2 separate regions of the Rattus norvegicus genome follow, and region 2 is linked to region 1. A link is a contact called in public Hi-C data. All regions are on one chromosome and are shown on one strand. The core of a region is the stretch at or near the end of the contact, and the rest is flanking DNA. Distances in the headings are between cores, read along the strand shown. Region 1 overlaps Kirrel3 (kirre like nephrin family adhesion molecule 3). Region 2 overlaps Dcps (decapping enzyme, scavenger).

Evidence for each region. Hi-C and Micro-C count contacts between places; a contact is called where the count stands out from the background.
Region 2: a contact with region 1 is called in a Hi-C map of Schwann cells, with 6 times the contacts expected there. The contact joins two enhancer-like sites. A contact is called at or near these places in 2 of 12 Hi-C or Micro-C datasets (Schwann cells and frontal cortex).

The regions. Positions count from the first base shown.
Region 1 is chr8:41,388,040-41,393,274 of GRCr8, reverse strand. All of the region lies in intron 1 of Kirrel3 (kirre like nephrin family adhesion molecule 3), which reads right to left. Among named protein-coding and RNA genes, the nearest start is that of Kirrel3, 270 kb to the right of the region's middle. Within about 2 kb of position 1,949, at least 22 of the 93 cell types and tissues checked have an H3K27ac peak or open chromatin away from gene starts, as enhancers often do.
Region 2 is chr8:41,770,397-41,775,631 of GRCr8, reverse strand. The region is part of intron 2 of Dcps (decapping enzyme, scavenger); the gene reads left to right. Among named protein-coding and RNA genes, the nearest start is that of Dcps, 9.2 kb to the left of the region's middle. Within about 2 kb of position 2,096, at least 26 of the 93 cell types and tissues checked have an H3K27ac peak or open chromatin away from gene starts, as enhancers often do.

The DNA.
Region 1 (5,235 bases), core at 700-3,199:
CACTGGAAAGCCAAAGGCCTAAAGTGATGCTGAGAGGTTCAGAGAAGGAAATGATTGCAGACTGATTTGGTACAGACCCAGGAAGTAGGAGCTGATTGGTGGGGAAACACTGCAACACTCTTCCTTCCTCCTAGATGTTTAGGCAGGAGGTACTGCATGTGCAGAGGCCTGGAGGTCTGAGCGTGTATTTTATATTTGAAGGTTAAGGGCAACAGGAGGAAAGACTTGGTTGGAACTCAGGGTGTTAGCTTAGGTGTGGAAGAAAAAGCTGTGGGTAGGTGATCAGGATTGTCCGGGCTTCTGATGCCATTCTTAAAAGACGCATTCTCATGGAAGCAAAGGTGCGCTACTGGGTGCTTCAAGAACAGGTGCAAGGTATCAAGGAAGATCAGTCAGGGGGCTGCTGCAGAGGCCCTGGAGAGAGGCGAAGAATGTGGACTGCGCTGTGCTGTTTGTAGCAGTTAGGGTGGGAAAGAGTCCAGACACACTAGGCAGCAGACGGAATGGGCCTTAGTGACTGAGGGGAGTGTGTATGTTGGAGAGGGAGATAGGCATTAAATACCAATTGCATAATTAATTATGCAATTACCACTGTGAGAGGTGGTCCCAAGAAGACTGAAGGGCTGAAGACCTGTGTGCGTGTGTGTGTGTGTGTGTGTGTGTGTGTGTGCGTGTATGTGCATGTGTGTGTTTGTGTGTGTGTGTGTGTGTGTGTGTGTGTGTGTGTGTGTGTGTATCTAACCTGGCTAGGTAGTGGGCAATGTTTCCTTGAGGTGGTAACATTTGGCTGAGTGCTTAGGAATGGGCTGGTAGGAAATATCCAGGTGAGGTGACAACATATACAGGTAGAGGATACAGGAGAAACAGGGTACCTTGGGGGGGTCTACTAGGTCAATCTGGCCAGAGTAGGTATGGGGCAGCTATAGTCTGTGGCCCCAGTGCAGCTCTATCATGTTTACTCAGTGGAATTTTATCAACACATGGCCATACTCACTGTTGCATATATTTTTGGATGTGGAGACTTTTGTGCTTTGGGGGTCCAGCGGGAGGAGAAGCAACAAAATGTCTTTCTTGCTTTATACACCTTCTCTCCTCTTCACCACATGAGCATGACACGGTAGAAGAGTCATAATAAAGACTTTCTAGTTGCTTAGTATATAATATTTATTCCCTGGCTTTATAGGAGAAGCTGGCTGACCCTGGGTTTTAAAGCAGTGTGTCAGGACTGCATCACTAGACTAGGCCTTCATGACTTGCTGTGCTGACCCACTCTTGATTTCTTATGCTCTGAGTGTGTCGTTTGGCTGTGGAAACATGCTCGGTTCATGAACAGCCCAAGTGACATGCACCTCAGTGGGAAAGGGTTTGTGTCTGTTGGTTCCCACTGGGGCTGAGAGCCAGCTGCACTTAGGTGCCTACCTCAAGTCATCGACCAGCTTCACTCTTCTGTTTCCTGCTCCCTTTCTCCCTCCTCTACATGGCTTCCCAGATTTCTCCTACAACAAAATGACTCACATTTGAATGCTCTGTCTCTGAGCAGAGCCTAAATAAAACCTGGGGTATCCCTAAGCTGCCCATGGTAGGACCTGTACACCAAGTCCTACCATAAGAGGGTGTCTTCCTTTGGGTAATTAGCAGAGTTTTGATTATTGGGTTCTTTCTACCCCTCCCTGGCTTCAAGCCACAGGCTGAAGACTTGAGTTTAATCCCCCCTTTAGAGTCAAACACACACACCAGCCATCTGCCGAGCTGAATGGTTGGGGACTCTCCATTCTGCAAAGTCACACCCTCCACAAGCCTATTACCCCTTCACCCCAGGAACAGTGCCCAGACAACCAAGCTACTTTCTGTTTTGTCATCAGATAATTCTGTTGCTTTCCTCCTCACGGGGAACTGAGCCGAGAAAGAAAGCAATTGAGAGAGCCAGCCTTGGCCTGCTCATGCCGTCCCCATCTGTTTTGTGGGGGAAGGCGAGGCATCTATTTGGTGTTTCTCAGTCTCCTTCCCAAAGAGCACTGTGTACCACTGCGGCCGGGCTGGGTCTGTTGGCAGCTTTTGCTTGCACTCACTAGCCTTTGAGAGGGGGTCTCCGAATTAAAATGCATGTCTTAAGTACATGCTTGTCTTTCCTGGGGATTGTTGACAGCCAAAGACCACACGGTCTCATCAGCGTGATCTCTGAGAGAGGCACGATCAGGGCAAATGGCTCCAAATGGAGATGAAAAAGCTTTTACAGTGACAGGGAAAGGCTACTGCAGGCTACTTGAGAAAATGCAGCTTGGGAATAGGGGGAAACATGGGCCGCATGGGCCGAGGTGCAAATCAAAGACAAGAGGGAAGTGCCGTAGCACAGAAGTGATATGGAGGAGACAGGAAAAGAAAGAAGGGAAGGTAGTCACGGCAGTGGTGAGGGATTGGAGGAGGAGATGCTACAAGCATCAGAGAATTCAAAAGAACAAGAGAGGGGGGCAGGGTGTTCAAATACCAGCAGAGGTGAAGGTGGGTGGAAGGACCCATGCTCTAGAGTGACCCGTGAAGACACACGTCCAGTTCCTGTCTGAAGAATAGGCAATGAGCTACAGTGTTTACTACTCAGGGGGAAAATGGCTCCTCTTTGGCTTAGCACAACATGCAAATTACCTTCATAGCATTTGAATGCACCCAATGATAAGACCTAGGGTCTTCCAGAAAAGGCTGGGAATAAAAAAGATGGAGAAAAGAGGAGGATAGAAAGAGAACAGGTGTGTATGTGTGTTGTGTGTGTGTTGTGTGTGTGTGTTGTGTGTGTTGTGTGATGTGAGTGTGTCTGTGTTCTGTGTTGTGGTGTGTGTGTTGTGTTGTGTGATGTGTGTGTGTCTGTGTTGTGTGTGTGTTGTTTGTTGTGTGTGTGTTGTGTGATGTGTGTGTGTCTGTGTTGTGTGTTATGTGTGTTGTTTGTTGTGTGTGTGTGTTGTGTGATGTGTGTGTGTCTGTGTTGTTTGTTGTGTGTGTGTTGTGTGATGTGTGTTGTGTGTGTGTTGTTTGTTGTGTGTGTGTTGTGTAATGTGTGCTGTGTGTGTGTTGTTTGTTGTGTGTGTTGTGTGATGTGTGTGTATGTTGTATGTTGTGGTGTGTGTTGTGTGTGTTGTGTGATGTGTGTGTATGTTGTGTGTTGTGGTGTGTGTTGTGTGTGTTGTGTGATGTGTGTGTATATGGTGTGTCTGTGTTGTGTGTTGTGGGGTGTGTGTGTGTATGTATGTATGTATGTAAGGTGGTTGGTTGTAAAGGAGAATGGACTGAGATGGAAAGGGGAAAGGAAGGCTGGAGGGGAAGCAGGAAGATCTGTGTAAGAGAAGAGAGGGTGGAGTAAGGATTAAAGAGAGGCAGGGAGAGAAGGTGGAAGGCAGAATGCAGAGAAGAAAGAATTTGAAACTTTAAAATAAAAACAAAGCGGTTTTTGGACCTGCCAGAAGCCAGGCATTATTTTGTTGTCACATTTAATCTTCACATCATCTCCTCATTGGCACCATTACCCTGAAGTGGATCTTTTGGTAGCATTTTTTTTTCTATGATCCAAAGGCAATAACCTAAAATGGGTCTCTGAGAGCTTCATTAGCTGCCTGAAATGCCAACACCCAGCTAAATGAGATGGTGGAATTCGAACTCAGTACCAATGAAGGTTTCAGATGATTCCACATAGCATCCCTCAAAGGAAGCAAGGCAGGTATTTGCTTTCTGGACCTTAGGTTCCTGTCTAAACCATGCCCGCTGCTGAACAGACTCTGGAGAGATTGTAGCCTCTGAGAACTTGGGCCTCCGACCACCAGGGGGAGCCATGCCCCCAGCAGAAGCAGGAACCTGGTGTCAGTAAGCACCAGACACTTGAAACAATGTGTTATTTGCTGTCTTGAGTTTAAGAATGTAGGGCATCTGAGGGTGCTCAAGGCAGACTGCAGCGGAGTACGCTGATTCCTGCTCCTTCTTTCTCTCTTTGCCCTGGAACCTCATCTTCCTTATTCAAGGCAGATTTGCTTCTTATTCCAGCTTGTGGCTGTGGACTTTTTCATGCTGTCGTTACCTGTCAGTCACCCTTGACAACCAAAGCCTGTCTGTTCGCTAACACCAATGGGCCTGAGGCCAGCAAAGTGTCCTGTGCATCACAGAAGGTCGGAATATTTTTGACAAGCGAGTGAGTGAACAGGAAGGCCAAGACATGTGTGAGTGGGGAGGAACCTTGAGGATTCATCTGGCCTCACCTGGCTGGCTCACCTCAGAACCACTTACGTCACTATGACAAAGTACTCCACAAACATCATTTCCTTTGCTCCTTCTACCCCCTCGTGTCCCCACGCCCCCCCTTCCCCCCCCCCCCCCCCCCCCCCCGGCTTCATTCAAAGCTGCCTTCCCTTCCTGGTCTTTAGTTGTTTAACCCACTGGCACTTTCATTGGAGCGGATTGCTGCAAATGAGGAGAACTTTAAGTCATTCTCTTATAGAACAATAAAGGCTGCCTCCCAAGGTTGGTATGTAGACATGTTACTGGTGTTTATAAGCCGGACACTTTAGGAGATTTCCCATCCTCTGGGTATGTGAGCCAACAGTGATAGAAAATTCTAGAAATGAGCTGCATGTCACCCTGTTTCTGCTGAATCAGCATCTCTGGGAGCTCCCATTGTGAATGGGGCTTTTGCTAGCTCTTGGGCTTGGGAATGACTGTTTCCACACACCTTCCCGATGTCCTGCTGAGGAATCTCAAACTAATTTTCCTTTGACTGTTCTGAGATGGGGTCTGATATAGCCCTCATGGGCTTCAAGCTGCCTGAGCCTGGAAATGACCTTAAAGCCCTAATCCTCCGCTTCTGCCTCAGGAGAGGCTGGGGTGACACCACCGACCTGTGTGTCGTCACCATCTCATTTGTAAGGGGTGTCAGGGAATCAGCCCAGGGTCTCGAGTCTGCTCCGTTGGTGCCCACTGCAGTACAGTCCCAGCACCCTTCTCCCAGCATGCTCTTGGACGCTAAACCACCTCAGTCTAAGCAGATTCTGTCTGTCGTAGTGAACTCAGGGTCACTGCAAAAGGAAGAAGTCAGTTTCCACCAATGTCGTTTGTCCTTTTTGAGCCACAGCATAAAATACTTTATTGCAATTGAAAATAACAAAGTTATTTCTGCCGGGCCTCAGCATCTGAACTTAATAGCCACCCTGTGCTGATGTGTGGCATATCTAATATCCATCTTTCTTAGAAATAACAGTGTTC
Region 2 (5,235 bases), core at 847-3,346, 380 kb before region 1:
GGCCCCACGGTCTCCTCCTCTTTGTGTTTCTTCCTCCGCCCCTCCAATAATGAATGTATCACTTCCAGCTTGCTGGGCGTTCACCCACGTGTGGGTCAGGTAGGACCCACTGGCTGGAGTGGTTGGTAGGAGTTTTTCAGTCCCTTTTCCAGGTTTTTGCCATTCAGAATGTGGTCTGTGGAACACCACCTAGGTGCTTCTCAGGCACAGAATCCCAGACCCTACTGCAGATTGCAGAACTAAACCGATGTGCTAGCTGGACTTCCCTATAAGTCATATGTACATCATAGTTAGGAAGATACTGGTCTTTAAAAGACACTGTTTGTGGGGGTGCCTGCCGTCATGTCTCAATTCTTGACCTTTCCAAAACCTTTCAGCTCGTATCGAAATAAACATTTTCTTGTGGTTTGCATTTGAAGTTCTCATAGGCGAAATTCAAGAATATGTTTGTCCATTATTCAGAAGCAGTCAGCACCCATTTAATAGTAGTTACTATGATTATTTTGGTGTACTGGGCTCCGTTGCTTCAGAGTCCAGTCAGATGCCATCTCTGACCTTAGGCCTGTTTAGGGCAGTGGAAAGAGGGCTACGAGTTGTTGTGAAGAGACAAATGCTGTGATTCCTTTTTTTTTTTTTCTTTTTTCTTTTTTTCGGAGCTGGGGACGGAACCCAGGGCCTTGCGCTTGCTAGGCAAGTGCTCTACCGCTGAGCTAAATCCCCAACCCCGCTGTGGTTCCTTTTACCTGGATGGAAACTTCAGTTGAGTCCAGCTTTGGGATAGACCTGTAGTCCTAGCTCCTGGACTGAAGCCGAAGCAAAAGGCTCAAAGTCTAAGGTCTGTGTGGGCCATAGAGGGGGTTCAGGGCTGACCTGAACAACTTATGAGATGCTGTCTCAAAATAAAAAGAACACTGAGGTTTTAGCTTAAGAGTAGAGTGCTTGCACAAGTCTGAGGCCCTAGGTGTAATGCCCTTTACCACACAAAGGAAGAAAAGAAACCAAGTCATGGACAGTTGAGGAGAAGCTCTTCATGTGCTGGTCTTTGGCAGCTTTTCTGTCCCCCAGTGCTTGACAGCAGTAGTAGTAGACATTCAGGCGTGCAGGCAGCAAGGCATGCAGACAGCAGACAGCAGACAGCAAGGCATGCAGACAGCAGGCAGCAAGGCATGCAGGCATGCAGACAGCAGGCAGCAAGGCATGCAGACAGCAGGCAGCAAGGCATGCAGACATGCAGACAGCAGGCAGCAGGCAGCAAGGCATGAAGGCATGCAGACAGCAGACAGCAAGGCATGCAGATAGCAGGCAGCAAGGTATGCAGGCATGCAGACAGTGTTCCAGTCCTTGCTCAGGCCTCAGATATCGAGATACTTAGCTCAAAGAGTGTTAGAGCTCTTGCGTAAGACAGTATTCAGTAGCATTTGATACTGGCCAGTGTTGCAGCTTTTGTCTTAGCGTGTCTGATAACGTTGGGTTTAATGAGTTGACGGTTCCCAGGAACCCTTCTAGCGATCAGAGCCTGTAGTGTCTCTTCTCTGACTCCTTATCAGTCTTTTATCCCTTTTCATCCTCTGCCCCTTCTTGTCTTCTCTCTATGTTTGCGTGCATGTGTGCCCGTGCACCATGTGTGGTCACAGTGCCTTTGGAACTGGAATTATGGATAGCTGTAGGTAGGGATCATGTGGGAGCTGGGAACAAACCCCAGTCCTCTAGAAGAGCAGCCAGTGTTGTTAATCCTGCGTCATCTCTCCAGTCCCCTTCTCTCTCCTTAGTAGTTCTCCCACCACTCTTCTGCCCACTCTTGAACTGTCCGGCTGCTGCTTCCGCCATCAGGCAGCCCACTGCCGTGCCGTTTTTGCAGCTCAGCCTGTAGACTGTTCAGCCGTCCCTGCCATGGCCATTCCACCACTCTGTCCACCGCCACCCTGCTGTGTCTGTTGCTTCTCTCTTTGTGCTGCCATCTCTGCCGCAATTAGCAAAAGTAGGCAAGAGAAGACCACTCATAGGAGGACATTTGTTGGGTTTAAGTGAGCAGAAGAATGCCTCCTAGTCTGCCTCCTTATATAGCCAAAGAGGGGATGGTGCCTCAGTCACACAAATGAACGTTTGTGTCCCGGTGAATCCTGGCGGCATTGTTCCTTCTGCACCAGTCACAACGGTCCCTCTACAGGCCCATCAGGATAATTCTTCCTTTTCTAGCCTGAATAGACCTGGTGATAGGCAATCACAGCCCACTGCAAAAAGTGAGGGTGAGACCACAAAAGTTGCAAAAGTCAGATGCAAACTATTTGAAAAGGCTGTGGCTGGAACTGCACCTTCAGCAGCTGTCGGTCAGACGGTTTACTTGAGTGAACTGAATTACTGCTCACAGCCAGAGAGGGGATGGGTAAATCACAGGCCCATATGCAAATGAAGGTTTGTGCTTGTGCCAATCACAAGTATTTCTTTTGCTAGGTCACTAGAATAAGTGACCTGTGGCCTCTGGCCTGCTGGTAAACGATTTTCTCTATTGTTTAGCAAAGCTTGTAATAGCAAAAAAGTTCTAAACTATTTGAAATAGCCAAAGCTAGCTGAGTCTGCCCATCAGGAACCCAGACAGTTAGCTGTAATTGTTGTCTGGTTTCTTCATGTCATGCATGGAACATTTAAAATGGCCAGTGTTGCCTCACTGTTTGACTGACGGCCCCTTTGGTTAAGGCAGCTGGGAGTCCAGCAACTCACAGTTACAGAGTCAGGTTGCCCCATTACCCAGTGGCTTGGCTTATTGACAGAAACACAAACATCAGAAGTAATGTTTACTATAAGGACTTGCCAAAATTATTAGCACGGACATCAGTTTTAACGTATTTCAGCAGTATAAGGAGAATAACTGAAGTGCCCATAGATTCCTTTTTCTGTGGGACAGGCATTCCATAGCCACAAGGTGTCAGTGTTACCAAAGTATTCTGGCCATTAGCTCTTCAGCTCCAGGCATCCTAGTCAGGGCCTACTTAGAGCATTGTGTGCCCCCCTACCCGCCACCCCCTATGCTTCTCTGTTCTTAGCTTCCGAATTACAACTCGCTATGGCCTACCCTATGTACCTTAAAGTGAGGTTCCTGTAACCTTAGTCCTCTGTGTCCAATACACAGTTATATCTTTAAAGTTTTTTGCTGATCTGTGGTTCTTCTCAGCCTTTTCCCCCATAATATCACTGGACTAGGAGAGCCCTCCCTTCTCTCTGAGCTGGCTGCTGTCCTGGACTCAGCATAAATCATGTTTGACTGATTTCTTCTGGTCTTTCTTCCGTGACTGGTGATGTTTTCCTCTTATTCAAATCTGAGAGAATGTAGTCTCCTCTCTCATTGATTCCCTCCAGATTCTCAGCTCACCAAGAAGTAGCTTAAAGAGTTACTTTACACCAGTGACACAATGGAGGGAGCATGGACTTGGGAACTAGGCTTGCTTTGGTTCTATCTCAGTGTTAACAGTCCCTGATGGCGTTGTTCCTTCTGTCCCAGTCACAGCAGTCCCTCTGCAAGCTCATCAGGATAAATGTTCCCTTTCCATCCTGAATAGACCTGGGTCTAGGATATCACAGCCCACAGAAGGTAAGCAGTAAATGCGGGTTCAGGTAGACTAGGAATGGAGTCCTGTCTCTGATGTTGGTCGTTAGAAAGGCCCAGGGCATGCTTGTTCACTTAACACTTGAAGTTCTGCTCAGTCCGGATGCTCTAGTAGGTGAGTCTAAAACAAAACATGTCAGTAGTCTTCGGGTTTTGAGGGGAAGACAAACAGCAAACAAGTGAACAGTGTTTCAGAGGCCATGGGCAGAGAGCTGCCCAGACTGTGACCAAGGGGCCTCTGCATGTGGAGGTCATGCACCAGCAGAGACAGACTCGATGCTTGAGGAGGAGCCAGCTCGAGGAAGACAGGAGGAGAATGTTCTAGGCTCTGAGAACAGCAAGTCGTCTGGAGAAGAAAGGGGAACAGAGAAGAGGCTGTTAGGTTGGAAGTGCAGGTGGGAACAGTGACTGAAACATGGGCACAGGAAGTTGGTGAAGTGACTTCAGGTATTTTTTACATTAAACTGGGCTAGTAACTGAAAACATCTCAATGGGACCGTTATGAAATAGATGAAAAAGGAAGTATTTTGCAACAGTTTTTAGTCTCTGTCCTCAGTGAGAGGAACATTTTACTTTCTGGTTTCATACATATAAATAAGTATACAAGAATGTAAGTGGGCCAGAAGTTTCACAGAACAATATGACTTAGTGATATAATCACCAGTAGTTTTCTGTTTATTTCAAGTCTTATTTGTTTTCCTTTTTGAAATGCTGGGTTAACCTCCTAAAGTGATATCACGGCCCCAACCCACTGAGATGAGTAAGGTGTACAAAGTTCTTACACTACAGCTGGTGTGTGGAAAGGGTCAAAAAGCGTCAGCTCTCAGACTATCCTATTATCTCTCACTGTTTTTGCAGCTTCCCAGTGTCTGATCCTTGATGGATCACATAGGAAATGTGGCTGGCCCTGGCCGTGGTAGGTGGTAACCATGAAGAACCTGTGGGCCAGTCCATTGTCATCTCACATAGTTGGTCTTTGTGTGTCACCCTGGAAGGGCAGAGCCTGTGTTGACTCCTCCCACTGCCATGACTCCTGTTAATGGAGTTTTTCTTTGAGGTCTAGGTTTCCTCTCACCGGGAGAAGAAGGGGGAGATAGAGGTGAGAGGTGTGACTCAGAACTACAGGCTACCTTCTAAAAGGCCAATTGTTTGCCTGCTATAAAGCAGGGTGTGGAATCTCAGGTTTACTGGAGGAGACAAGAGTCTGTGTGTGAGCGGCCTGGACAGGGAGCAAGGGATGAGATCTTGGGAATCACTATTTTGGTTGCCTAGAACACTCAGTACTTAGCCACAGGCCAGGATTTTCTTCTAGTCTGTGCTCTTTACAGAGGCAAAACTCAAACTCCGGAGAGAGGAGGAAGGATTTGTTTGGGAGGAGCATTTTAAAAGATTAGCTAATTCTCAGAAGAGTTTCCCTGACAGAGCTGTTCGTGATATGAAGGACTAGATTTAGTCAAGTAGCAGTAGAGAAGGTCAGTAGAGTATAGTCTCAAGGTGGACAGCCTTTCTCTGGCAATGGAAATATAGCTGCCAGTATTCATGGAGGCTAAGTCATCAGGTCGGGGCAAGAGGCACATATGGTGTGATTCTGAGGAACAGGCAGATCTGAACAGTATGTTGCTCAGGTGTGCACG